Linked DNA regions of Mus musculus: regions 2, 3 and 4 are each linked to region 1. The links are chromatin contacts, called in public HiChIP or PLAC-seq and promoter capture Hi-C maps. All regions are on one chromosome and are shown on one strand. Each heading gives the region's core, a stretch centred on a gene start, on an enhancer-like site or on the middle of the called end of the contact. The rest is flanking DNA. Distances are from core to core; before and after follow the strand shown.

Region 1 (2,968 bases), core at 249-2,748:
TAAATAAAAGTTGAGGATTTGAGAAGCTGGGTCAAAGTAACTGCTTCCAAGTGTCCTGTCAGAAGTTTGCACCCTGTGGGCAAGTCTCATGGCTCAATTTTCTTATCAAGGAAACGGCACCAGTAACTTCAACTCTGGCTCACTTAGTCGTTCTCAGGGACCCCAATTCCTAGAACAGAAATATCACAGCCAAATAGTGGAGTGATTAATAAACATGGCTATTAAAGCCCCCATTACTTCTATATGATTCTTCAGTTCAAATTTCTGAGCCCATGCAGAAACTGAAGGAACAAAAGGGAGAATTGAAATAGTACAAAATGTTATTAAGGAGCCTGGGCTGGGCATGTGTTTGTAATCCTAGCTCTTAGGTGGTGGAGGCAGAGGGATTGGGAATTCTAGGTCAGCCTTACTAGGATGAGTTCCAGGTTGGCCTGGGCTACAACCCAATCTCAAAAATAAAACCAACCAACAGCCACTAAAAAGCTACAGTAACAACGTGCCTAGTAACACATTTAAAGAGACGTCTATATTGCCACGTCTAATATTATAGATTCTTATCTTTTGCTCAAAGAAGACATACATTATTTCCCTATATTGCCAAGTCTAACATTATAGATTCTTATCTTCTGTTCAAAGAGGAAATACATTATTCCCAATAGCAGTGAATGTATGGCAGACGATTTCACTAGATTAAAATTGGTAGCACCTAATGTTTTTAATGAGTGATATAGTAAGTAGTTCTCCAACTCAGGGCATTTGAAGTTTAATTCAGACCTTGGGAAACAAAGGAGGGGTAAAGATTAAGAACAAAACAAACTAGTGGTAAACATTCGATTTCTGAAGAAGAAAGCTCCCAATTTTTTGAGTATTGCAAAGTATCACATATGTTTGTGAAATCTGTTGGGAAAAAAATAAAGTAAAGGAAAAAAAACAGCTGTGTGGAAAGGTAAAGGCAATGGGAAATACTAAACTTACTCCTTAAACTGAGCATGCGTTTCAATTTCTGGGGACGTCTGCCTTCAGAGCAGGGCTAGGATTTAAATTTTGGGAAAAGGGCAGAGGTTTGTCTTCTTGTTTTTTTTTTTTTTTTAAAGGCTGAAGTGTTTTTTCAGAAGCAGCAGTCTCATCCTGGCACTCAGGAGGAAAGTAGAAGGTACCTTCAGTTCCCCATCAAATTCTTCTGGAGAAAGGCTAATTGGTGAGGTGGGAATCGACTCCATTGTTCCCGAGAGGACACCTTGGGTGTGAACAGCAAGGGCAGGCCATATCGCTCACCCTAGGTGCTCTTCAGTTTAGACCATCCCTCTGGGAAAGCCGGGTGAGCATTATTTTTCTTACACGAAGCTCTCTGCATGCCGTCAGTACTCTTTAGGACCTCAGGGAAACCCGAGCGTTTCTGGCTTTAGGACCCAGGAACTCTGAGGCAGCCTGGCTTTAGATGTCTTGGACCACAGCACCACCTACTTATAGAAGCATCCCGAGCCTTAGCTTGTCTGCATCTCCATCGGAAAGTGCGCTGGCTACATCCCTTCGGCCTCCGGGCAGTGTTCTGTCTCCCTTAGCTCAGGCAGCGAGAAACTTCAGCTGCGAAGTGGTGGTGGAGAGAGCCCTGGGAGCAGCGACTGGACCCGGACACCAAGAAGAGAGTGGACGCGCCCCTCGACTAGGAATCGCTCTCGCAGGCGGAGACCCAGCATCTCAGCGCCTGCGGTCGCGCTTGCCCGGCCGCGCGCTTTTGCTAGGCGCCGCCAGCCCCGAGGACCCTCGGGGTCCGCGGACCCTTCTGCAGCCGGCGGAATCCTAAAGCTGCCAAGAGCTCCCGGCGGGTGTCCGCAAACTTTTTCCGAGCCCACGTGCTGACCAAACAGCCCGGCTCGCTTCCAGAGCCTGGCATGGAGCGCCGCGCCTAGGCACGCCGTGCAGCCCGAGAGACGCGAGCGCACGGTAGGCGATCTACACCTGGTGCTGGGGCGCTGGGATAGCCCATCCGGGGAGCGAAAGGCTTCAGAGCGCCCCTTGAAAGCCCTGCGCTCGGCTGCTTCTAGAGCGCCTTTCCTTCTGCAGAGCTCGCACAACGCCCTTTCTCCAGGGTCAGAAGGCAGTGCTCCGCAGAGGTTGCTAATTCACTGATTGTAATCACCTTCCTCTCCAAGTCTCCTGCAGCTGTGCCATCTGCGTTAAACTGCTGCGTGGATCGTGCCAGTGAGTTCGCGTCCTCCCTCCCTCCTTTCTTTAAACTAAGAGGCGCGAAGGTGCAGGTACCTCCTCCGGGTTCTCTCAGTCCTCCACCCACCCAGCTTCTCTTTTCCTCCTCTCCCAGGTTCACCGTGGAGGGAGAGATGCTCATCGAGCCAAATTGATCATTGCAGCCGCAGGGCAGTGACATCTGTCTCTAAGTCCTCCCTAGGAGCGCGACCCGCACTGTCTCCTTCCAGGAGCCCGTCATTTCCTCGACTTTTGAGAGGTGTCTCTCCCCAGCCCGACCGTCCAGATGCGTTTTTGCCTCTTCTCATTTGCCCTCATCATTCTGAACTGTATGGATTACAGCCAGTGCCAAGGCAACCGATGGAGACGCAATAAGCGAGGTGGGTCGCGCTCGGCTGAAGGTGCGTGGAGTTCCTGAGTGGGTGGGAGTGCTTATTCACATTTAGGCTTTAGGGACTCGAGGGACAGGACTGTGCTCTGCACCCCAGTTTTTGTGTGGGCTACCACTGACCATTCTCAGGGTCACAGAACTCCACAGAAAGCTTCCTTCTGTCCCTAGTGGGTGCGATGGGACCTTAGAAGCATTGGGAGCTTGATGTGCTGGGCTTCCCTCCCGCAAGCGCCCAGGGATTTATCATGTGGTTCACAGTCTGTGCCACCTCTCCTGAACTCTTCTTTGGATCACATTTCTTATGTGGCACCATTTTTCTAGTTTTCTCCTTTTGTCTTCTTAATCATCTTCCTTGAAGTCCAAGTGTCTTTA
Region 2 (2,968 bases), core at 274-2,773, 570 kb before region 1:
TATCTGCATGTGAGGAAAAAAAATCTGTAACTGCAGGTGAAATTAAGAGGAGAGTAAGATAGGAAGAAAACCACCATCAGGAATGATAAACCTGGTTTTAATGACAAAGTTACTTCACAAAGTGTAACTTGGGTGCTTGGTAAAATGATCTGACTTCATTAGTTGATATCCAGACTCCCAAAGCCATCATCAGCCTGGAAGAAAGCCATATGTGTTGGTCATACAAATGGACATTGATTTTTCAATAAACTGGAACCCAAATCCAACATCACTCCATGATATCTTTTCTCAGGAGAGAGTATTTCTCGCTCATGCCTGGCACTGCATCTCAGCTCTACTATTACAAGAATTACATGGGTGAAGCAAAGTAGGAAACATCAGCTCACTTAAGTCATGTGATAAATGAGGCAATTAAGGCAATTAGATGCACAGTTACTGAGTTATATCTGTTTTTCTTTGTAAAGTATCATTTTAAGTAGGATCATCTGTCTTACCATACTTGACGGCATTAGAATTTTGTGGAGCAGAAAAAGTGTGGTTTGTTACTATGAAAACAGTGCCCACTCTCCTAAGGGGATAAAGAAGCCACTGAGGTTGTGGTTGCTTAATCCTTTCTTCAGAAGACAGAGCACATTCACACTTGCCTACTTGGTTTCAAATATAGAGAGATCTGGCTGCCCAGTGACTGGGAGATTAGTAGACAACACTGTGTTTTTTCACAATTCATGATGTACTGGGCACAACATTTCAAAGGAAAAGAAAGGATGATGCTGTAGCCATTTGGGCCTTCTGTGAAGAGTCATGGAAGGGAAGAAAGAAGCTGAACTCTTGTCTAAGGGGAGAGTGCTGAGGCTTGAAGTAGCATAGTGCTACCCATCAACAAGCACAGTTCCTTCATACATAGAACTTGTTGCTCTAGAAGAGGTGTATAGAGTCTTAAGAAGTCTCTGGAAAAGGAACCCATGAGCCATTTTACTTGGGGAGATTCAGCACCCACACCACACCGTCTCCACTGAATGTCAGGAGGCCTATTTAAGGTCTGTGTCAAAACCCCAGGAGTCAGGACGTAAAGCAAATAAATCATGAGTGAAAGCATTGCCTTGCCATACTGGCCTGGTAGCCAACTCTCCACAAGAGAGATGTCTAGAGGTTGTATACGAACTAGGTAATATTCTTTTGTGTTCACAAGCTTTGCTGCTTTTGTTTTAAACTCATGAACACATAGCTAAATGTAAGGTAATTTTCATGTAAGTATGGATTCTTTTGGCCATGTGTGCTCCGTGGTTTCTCTAGAGTACAGGTACACAGACTTCCACACAACCTGATTCCTTTTCTGTTACTTCTTACAACCACGGAAGAATTCTTGAACTTCTGCCTAGTGGTTTTGGGGAAACTAAGTCAATGCTGTCATGGAATAATTTTAAGCTTGAAATCTGCTGACACGGGGTTCATAGGAGTATGATTGAGAAATGTAAGCTGAACAAATGGGTAGAAGCTAAGAGTTGCAGCCAAGAAAGCATTCTTGGCTTGGAAATGACACTGGAGGCATGGATCAGCTGTTAAGAGCATTTGTTGCTCAATCATAAGGACAGGAGTTTGCATCTCGGAAACCAGCACCCACATTTGCCAGCTCATAAACTCGTGCATTTTAGCTCTCAGGAATCTGACACTCTCTTCTGGCCTCTGTGGGCACATGACATGACTACATACAGACAGACATAGCCACAGTTTGACATACACAAAAATAAGAAAATGTGAAAGCTATTAGAAAGCAAATAGAACTTAAAACGTGTGAGTATTTTCAGGCAGCAATGTCTTTCCGCTGTTAGGTTGTTTTTTTAATTTCAGGATCACCTTTCAAACTGAAGAGTTGATGGTGCTCATGATGCACAATTATCTCTGAATTTCTTCATATCTTGATAATAGACATATAAAGCCAGATGAGAATAAAATGTATAACATTATATTGACACTGGCTGGGGATTGTCCACCAATCTCCCAAAATATAGAACTTCCAGTCGACTGGACAAATGGATATAGCCATTTGCGAAGCCAAGATAAGGTTTCTCATTTTTTCCCATCCAGTCAATATCTTAGCTACTGTCTATGAGAAAAGAAAGGTCCATGTCGTGTCCACTCTCGACCAGCAAGAACGACACGACCACCAGTCCTTCTAACAGCAGTTTATTCAGTCCTGATTCTTCTTGTTTATTTCTCCCCCGAACCCTGGGCCTCTCACTCCTTTTATACTCTCATCCACGCACAGCAGGCCACGCCGCCTCACCAGGCACGCAGCTTCAGCTAATCAGGGCAGCAGGGGCATATCTCCATCAAACTGGATTCACCGGTATCCTGGTGCACCTGCGCAGCTCTCAAGATGTTTGTGGCTTATATGAGGAAGTCAGGTGCAAGTCATACGACTTAGCTACAGTCCCTGGCGCCTTTGGGACTGCCGCCACACCCGCTCCTAACAGGTCCACAAGGCAAGTACCCATCCATTCCAGAAAGACACTACTGTCTTCTCAAGCCTGAATTCTTGGAATATTTATGCCTAAAAAATATTTAAACGCTAAAAAGGGCTAACATTCCCTCTTTCCTAAAACAAAAGTATGAAACAAATGAGTAATATCCTTAATGACTTTTATCCTCATTATTCCTGTGACTCAGTTTTAAAGCTATTCATGAATACTTGCTGTTTCAGATGAATTACAAAAGAGCTTTCATTAAAATATTTTGGGGAGTTATATTTAATTTATAGATTGACTTTAATTTATTAACATTGTTATACTATTGAATTTCTTTAACCAAAACATATTCAACCTTAATTATATGCACTTCGGTGGAATTACATAATTTTCCCTATAAAAGTCTTGCAAGTCTGCTGAACTGATTCATAGATTTTAAAATAATTTTATTGCTGTTGTGTTGGATTTTTGTCTCCAATTTTTCCAATTAGCTCTATTGAATT
Region 3 (2,968 bases), core at 280-2,779, 530 kb before region 1:
AAAAAGTAATAACTATACTCACCAGAGTGTAGAACATATTAAATATCAGGGTTTAAAGATTGTACATGCTTGTAATGGGATCATTTATTCCACCAATGTTGAGTTTTGTTATTTCTCTGTCTTTTGCCCTTGCCTCCGAAGGTCCATAGAATTCCTCCACCATCACTGGAAAGAGAGGCCCATTGGACAGGCAAACTTTATATGCCCCAGTACAGGGGAACGCCAGGGCCAAAAAATGGGAATGGGTGGGTAGGGGAGTGGGGGGGGGAGGGTGTGCGGGACTTTTGGGATAGCATTGGAAATGTAATTGAGGAAAATATGTAATTAAAAAATTTAAATTAAAAAAAGAGAAAAGAATTCCTCCATTTCACAAAGCCCTGCCTCCAGAGAAGGCTCCTTTCTTTTTGTGCACTCTTATACCTCTGTATCTTGGATGGTCAGTCATTACTGCTCTTCTAAGAACTGATGTCACCCAGCCAGAAAGGAGCCCTATACCATCAGTGTACAGTCAGACCGCAGTTAGTGCTTTTCAAGGTTCCTTTGCTTGTCCTTACAGCACTTAGCATGGTGATTAGGACTCCTTTCAGTCCTGCCCACTCCAAGACACACTTCCTAGAAAAGTGAAAGCATAGGCATTTTCAATGATAGCTCACAGCTACTACTCCATAATTGATTGTTAAGCAGAATTGAAACTCAGAGCAATAGATAGTCTGTGCTGATGCCCCCCCTTTTTTAAATACTCCAAGCCAACAAAAGACCAATGTATACTTGCCTATAAGCCTGTTGCTGTTTTCCAGATGACCTCAGCAAAGAGAAACATCAAGGAATACAAGGGATAGAGGAAATAGAACAGGTTCTGCAGCAAAAATCACAAGCCAGTTGTTGCACAGTCCTAAACTGAAAACATCTTGACCACACAAATCCACTTTTAAGTGGAAATTCTATAATTAAAAAGGACTATTTATATAAGGAAAGTAGTAACTTTGCCGTATAGTCCACTTGCCATTGATTTGAAAATCTTAGACGGTGATTCTAAGACGGAAAGGCTTAAAGTAAATGAAAAGGTATCCAAATCACAATCAAAGGGAGATGTTGCAGACAGGGTTGTTGGGTGAAATGGTTTCAGGGCCTAAATTTAACCATATGGGATTCTTTTCCAATGATCATTTAATCAATCTCTGGGCATAAAGAGTTTAGTTTAATACAAAACCACATTTTATCACAAAGATGGACCCCAAATTTGTTTAGTCACTCCTTGACCACAGTTGTCTGTGCTGCACAACCTTTTCAATCCCAGCAGACTAGAGCAACAGATATAAGGAATGTGCTGTGGTAGCAGTCTGTTTTCTTTCCCCACTGACCTGAACTACTACACTAAATCATTTCAATAGGAACTTTACAATGAATTTTCCACAATGAAGCATAATGAAAGGGCCACAAAGGACAACTTTAAGAGCTAAGAGTGATGCCTTTAAGTCTTTACAAGCACTCCAGAAGCCACAAGTACTGACTGACCTAGAAGTTCAAATGACAACACTAGACATTGTTTACAACTTAACTTCCTCAGTTACTCATTTATTAAATATCCAAACATTTACAGAGTTTCTCTTATGTCAAACTTCATGAGGTTTCTGATATAATGTCGAATTCTAAGTTGAGTTCTGAATTTGTATACCAGATTGAGTAAGATTTGGCTTGTAAGTATCTGTTGAATAAAATTAAAATTCTAAGCAATAAGCAGCAATCTGCAGCAGTGTCTCTTGCAGGAATAGACAGTTAGAGGGATGAGATTTATAAGATTCCAGTTCAGTGAGATTGAGAACAATGGCTTTTGTGTATCTGCTGGGCAAATGAAATGTGTAACCTTCAAGTTTACCAGAACAGGGTTGCCACAAATGTGCAAATTAAACTAGAACATTGGAAGCAAGATGAGAACAGTAGTTGAACTGTCTTGAAACCCAGAGAAATAAATAGGAGAAAGAATTGTCAGGTTTCTAATAACAGGTGGATGAAAGCGTAAGGGAGATATGGCATGTGGATTATCTGGTTTGAAATACAGCTAACAACTGGTAGGTTGTAACTGTATTCTCTGGAAGTAGATACTGAAACAAATTTGGCAGTTAGATTTTAATTAGAGATGACATTCAGTGGAAGGAAGGTTGTAGAATCAGAGTCATGCAGAAGAATATAAGCTTCAAGGCTAGTCCAACAAAGCCTTGGTCAACTTCACAAACTCTGGAGTGTAGAGAGCCTGTAAGAGTTGCCCTGAACAGGGCCACAGTGACTGGTCCTTTGTGTTGTAATTCTACTCACTGGCTAGTTATAATCCATTTTAGGGAAGTCATAATGTATCTTGAGATGCCTCTTGAAAGGTGAAACAGGAACCATTGAGGCTACTGTTGATCTTGCCAGCAACCCCAGTAAATCCAACCATGCTGGGGATGTGCTGAGTCAGATAAGGACAGGTTTTGAGAGGGTATGAGTTCTGTCTTGGCTCCTGGTAGCTAAAGGTTGGATGTTACTGTTCGGTAAATATCCCTGAGTTCAAGGACTTGTCCTCATGGTGATGTTGTGGGGGTGTGTTTCTGGAAATATTTTTTTTAAAAAAATGAATCCGCCAACTCTCTGCTGGGCCAGACTATGCTCCCATGCTCCTGCTGGCTCGCCAACTCTCCTGGCACGCCAGACTACACTCCCTCAATCAGGCGCTTGTCCCTGGCACCACTAGTTCTTCCTCAGCCATAAACCTATGTAGTCGGCAATCCTACATTCCAGTAACTAAATGGAATAGCCAACCTCGAGGTTGCATATCACAAGACCCAGTAACCCGATAGAATCAAGACTCTTAAAGCTTAATTAACCAATCAGATTTAATGTATCAATAATATCACAATTTATAAGATGCCAATACAATAATTTCAGCGCCAACTGATAAAGATAAAAGTTTTATCTCACTATTTCTAACCTT
Region 4 (2,968 bases), core at 146-2,645, 510 kb before region 1:
CTGTTCGTGTATAAGAAACCATTCCAATATGTAAAAACAAAAACCTCAAAATCACCTCAATAATAAAGAACTGTTGATTATTATACTACATATTTTCTGTGGACAGCCTGATTGGTTCTGCTGGTTTGGGCCAACATAGATAATCTACAGTGGCTTCTGACATGTGGTTGTGGTCACTTGGCCAGTTTTCTGGCAACTTGATGATCTTGCATAGTATATTAGTTTCATATTGCTCCTGTAATTTATTACAACAAACTTAGTGGCTTAAAACCACACAAATTTATTACCTTACAGTCCTAGAAGTCATAAATCTAATGGAAACTAAAGAAGTCAGAGAGAGGGTTGACGATTTTAAACTGGTAACTTTGATTCTAACTCTCCTATCCCCCTATGATTATCATTAATGGAGCAAGAGAATCCAAGATAATCTCAATTCCAAATCTTTAATTTAGAACATTTTTGTAGTTAGATATCTACTGTTTCTGATATCTGGGGAATGAGAAGCTCAGTTTGCCTTCCACAGGTACTTTTTCAAACTGTGTTAAAAAAGAAAATTGATCTTGGTTATCTTTGTTTGTTTTGTGATATAACAATACATTCTCTCTGTAGAAGTATAATAGATATATTGGCAAATATTCTATAAGCTTCTAAATTACTGTTTTCTTACTTAATGAATCACCAATGCTTTACCTATTTGTATTTCTACACTGGGACCCACAGTTCATTGCTAAGATAAAAATGGGACAAAAGAAAATAGTCATCCTAAATATAGGTCACAGAAAATTTTTCCTTTAAATAAAAAATTGCAATTTATGAGCCTTGGTATAACAAATTGGTTGTGTGAAATTTAAGTTATTTACAGACTTCTGCCAAAGATCCTAACAGCAGATCTCTAAGGCAGTGTTCAGTTGGGTGGCCAGTCAAAATTAAGAACCCAAGGCCAACTTGCCTGTAATTTTTTATCAAACTAAAACCAAAATAAAAGCTGAGATATTTTGGGACGCTTCCAGGAAGGCCTTTTGGGGCTGCCTGATTGCTTCTAAGACATAAAGCAAAGGCAAAGATTTCTGAAATTAGGTGACTCAGTACTGAAGACTGAAACAGAGATACAACACAAGTAAGCAGATCACTCCAAACTGCTAGTGGAATTAAAAAAATCAAAAAAGAAATGGTAAGTTACAAGAACCAGAGCTTTTTTGGGAAAAGTATGCTGTGTGTGCTGTAACCAAGAAAGTCAGCTATAATCCCAATTTAAATGAAATGGACATATGTTTAATATGATGAAATAAGCAAGGGAACCCCACCCCGTGTTTTTGTCAAGGAATATTCTGTGGTTCACACATTGAGTGGAGGAAGGAGGTGTGCTGTGATTTCCCCTAGGTCAGATAAAGCTATTTTTATAACCTGAGTCATGAAGGATAGAAACGAATAGACAGGACCAAATTGCAAGAGCAACAAAGCTAGCCAATGCCTAAATATCCTGAGAGCAATTCAATTTTAGTGTTAAAACTGTCACTCATAGTATACTAAGTAAGTGTACAGAATCTGAGTTAGTCACCCCTGAGATCACAATTTAACAAATTCTGGGGTTGTAGGGGATTCTTTAAAAACTCTAAGCCTCCTAGGAGAATATGCACTAAAGGACACATTCTTGCCTGTTTGAAACTCAATCTTGTGATAGTCACCCACACAAACTGACTAATGCTCATGTGGTCACTAATGTTGAATTTTCGCATGTTAGGACCCTGGGATAATTTATTACATCTTCAGGACAACCACAAGATGTAGAAATTAATATTATGTTCATCTTTCAAATACAAAACTATATGCAAAATGTTTAATCATCTGATCAGGGTCTTATCATGATGGTATGTCATACTCTATTCTAAATAGATGTTTCTGAACCTGTTCCACCAACCAAAGCATGACACTTATTACTTATTACTGAGGATCTCTGAGATTTCCTTTACTTTCTCCATCTTGTATAGTCCCTGCATGTCTGATTGTTGAGCTCTAGAATTCCTGTGTGTTGGGAATAAGACTAGTATGTCTCAGAGCTCTCATGCCCAAGGCCATCCTCTTTTGATGCGTCTCTTAAATTATTAATTGTACCTAGGAAATTACCTTAACAAAGTCAAACTAACCATCTAATCATATAATTCTAGTTATAAACTAAACATTTCTTTTCATTAGCCAAAATTCCTCTTTCTCCTGGAACTCAAAAACAATCTCCTAGCCACTGGGACACCTGGTGCAAGCTGTTTGAGATGCAATATTAAGTATTTATATAAAAAAAAATCTAAACTCAAAGATTTACCCTACACTTTGAAAAATACCATGCCAAAAACTGCTAAAGACCAAACTCTCTCCTTTAAAAAGTAAGTAAGAAGAAATATAGATACATAAATGAATATTTTAATAACTTATCCTGCCTCCTTATAATTATGGTAACAAGGTTTACCTTGACCTGATTAATGGCTTGCCTGATCTAAAGCCAAAGTTTCTTAAAGTAGGATACTGGATCACTGATTGTCAGATGGCCTTGGAGAGACTTAGAGCACAGACAATGATATGCAGGAGCCACCTTGGCAAAACTGCTTAGTTAGATTTTGTTTGGTTGATTGTTGGGTTTTGTTTTATTTTGTTTTGTTTTGTTTTGTTTTGTTTTGTTTTGTTTTCATAAACTTTGACTTCTATTTAAACCATAACCTCATGTCAGAACTCCAAAGATGGACTTTGGGCATATTGGATCTTAGTGTTCTTCTTCTCATTGTGGCTATTAACTTGACATTTTATTTATCTAGGATCAGTGCCAAACTTGGCTAGTTGGAACATACTCTATGACTCTATGTCTATTATTTTACTTCCTGATTGAACATCTAGACTATTGTGGCCACAGGTCTTCCCACTTTGAAAGAATGGTCACGCTTGTTCAAAGACCTTGTGGAATGATATAAACAACCCAAAG

Evidence for each region. Promoter capture Hi-C pulls out the DNA fragments that hold promoters and counts their contacts. HiChIP or PLAC-seq counts read pairs in DNA pulled down with a chosen protein or histone mark.
Region 2: a contact with region 1 is called in a promoter capture Hi-C map of hippocampal neurons, with 5 times the contacts expected there. The contact joins the enhancer-like site here to the promoter of Rspo2 in region 1. A contact is called at or near these places in 11 of 39 promoter capture datasets (the 3T3-L1 cell line, 3T3-L1-derived adipocytes, cranial neural crest and 6 more) and 1 of 9 other capture datasets (adipose tissue).
Region 3: a promoter capture Hi-C map of hippocampal neurons shows a contact between it and region 1, with 4 times the contacts expected there. The contact joins the enhancer-like site here to the promoter of Rspo2 in region 1. A contact is called at or near these places in 8 of 39 promoter capture datasets (the 3T3-L1 cell line, embryonic stem cells, frontonasal cranial neural crest and 4 more), 2 of 115 datasets of contacts at active chromatin or transcription factors (embryonic stem cells and stem cell-derived neural progenitor cells) and 1 of 9 other capture datasets (adipose tissue).
Region 4: an H3K4me3 HiChIP or PLAC-seq map of craniofacial prominence shows a contact between it and region 1, with 6 times the contacts expected there. The contact joins the enhancer-like site here to the promoter of Rspo2 in region 1. A contact is called at or near these places in 5 of 39 promoter capture datasets (the 3T3-L1 cell line, cranial neural crest, embryonic stem cells and 1 more), 3 of 115 datasets of contacts at active chromatin or transcription factors (craniofacial prominence, embryonic stem cells and stem cell-derived neural progenitor cells) and 1 of 9 other capture datasets (liver).

Annotation. Positions count from the first base shown.
Region 1 is chr15:43,169,348-43,172,315 of GRCm38.p6, reverse strand. Rspo2 (R-spondin 2) reads left to right here and starts at 1,498. Exons shown (of 6, transcript NM_001357956.1): 1 at 1,498-1,944; 2 at 2,321-2,585. The coding sequence starts at 2,492.
Region 2 is chr15:43,734,491-43,737,458 of GRCm38.p6, reverse strand. No RefSeq gene overlaps it. Among named protein-coding and RNA genes, the nearest start is that of Tmem74, 130 kb to the left of the region's middle. Within about 2 kb of position 1,523, at least 14 of the 459 cell types and tissues checked have an H3K27ac peak or open chromatin away from gene starts, as enhancers often do. A contact at or near this core is called in adipose tissue, where this site is marked.
Region 3 is chr15:43,701,117-43,704,084 of GRCm38.p6, reverse strand. No RefSeq gene overlaps it. Among named protein-coding and RNA genes, the nearest start is that of Tmem74, 170 kb to the left of the region's middle. Within about 2 kb of position 1,529, at least 9 of the 459 cell types and tissues checked have an H3K27ac peak or open chromatin away from gene starts, as enhancers often do. A contact at or near this core is called in hippocampal neurons, where this site is marked.
Region 4 is chr15:43,683,123-43,686,090 of GRCm38.p6, reverse strand. No RefSeq gene overlaps it. Among named protein-coding and RNA genes, the nearest start is that of Gm41316, 180 kb to the right of the region's middle. Within about 2 kb of position 1,395, at least 20 of the 459 cell types and tissues checked have an H3K27ac peak or open chromatin away from gene starts, as enhancers often do.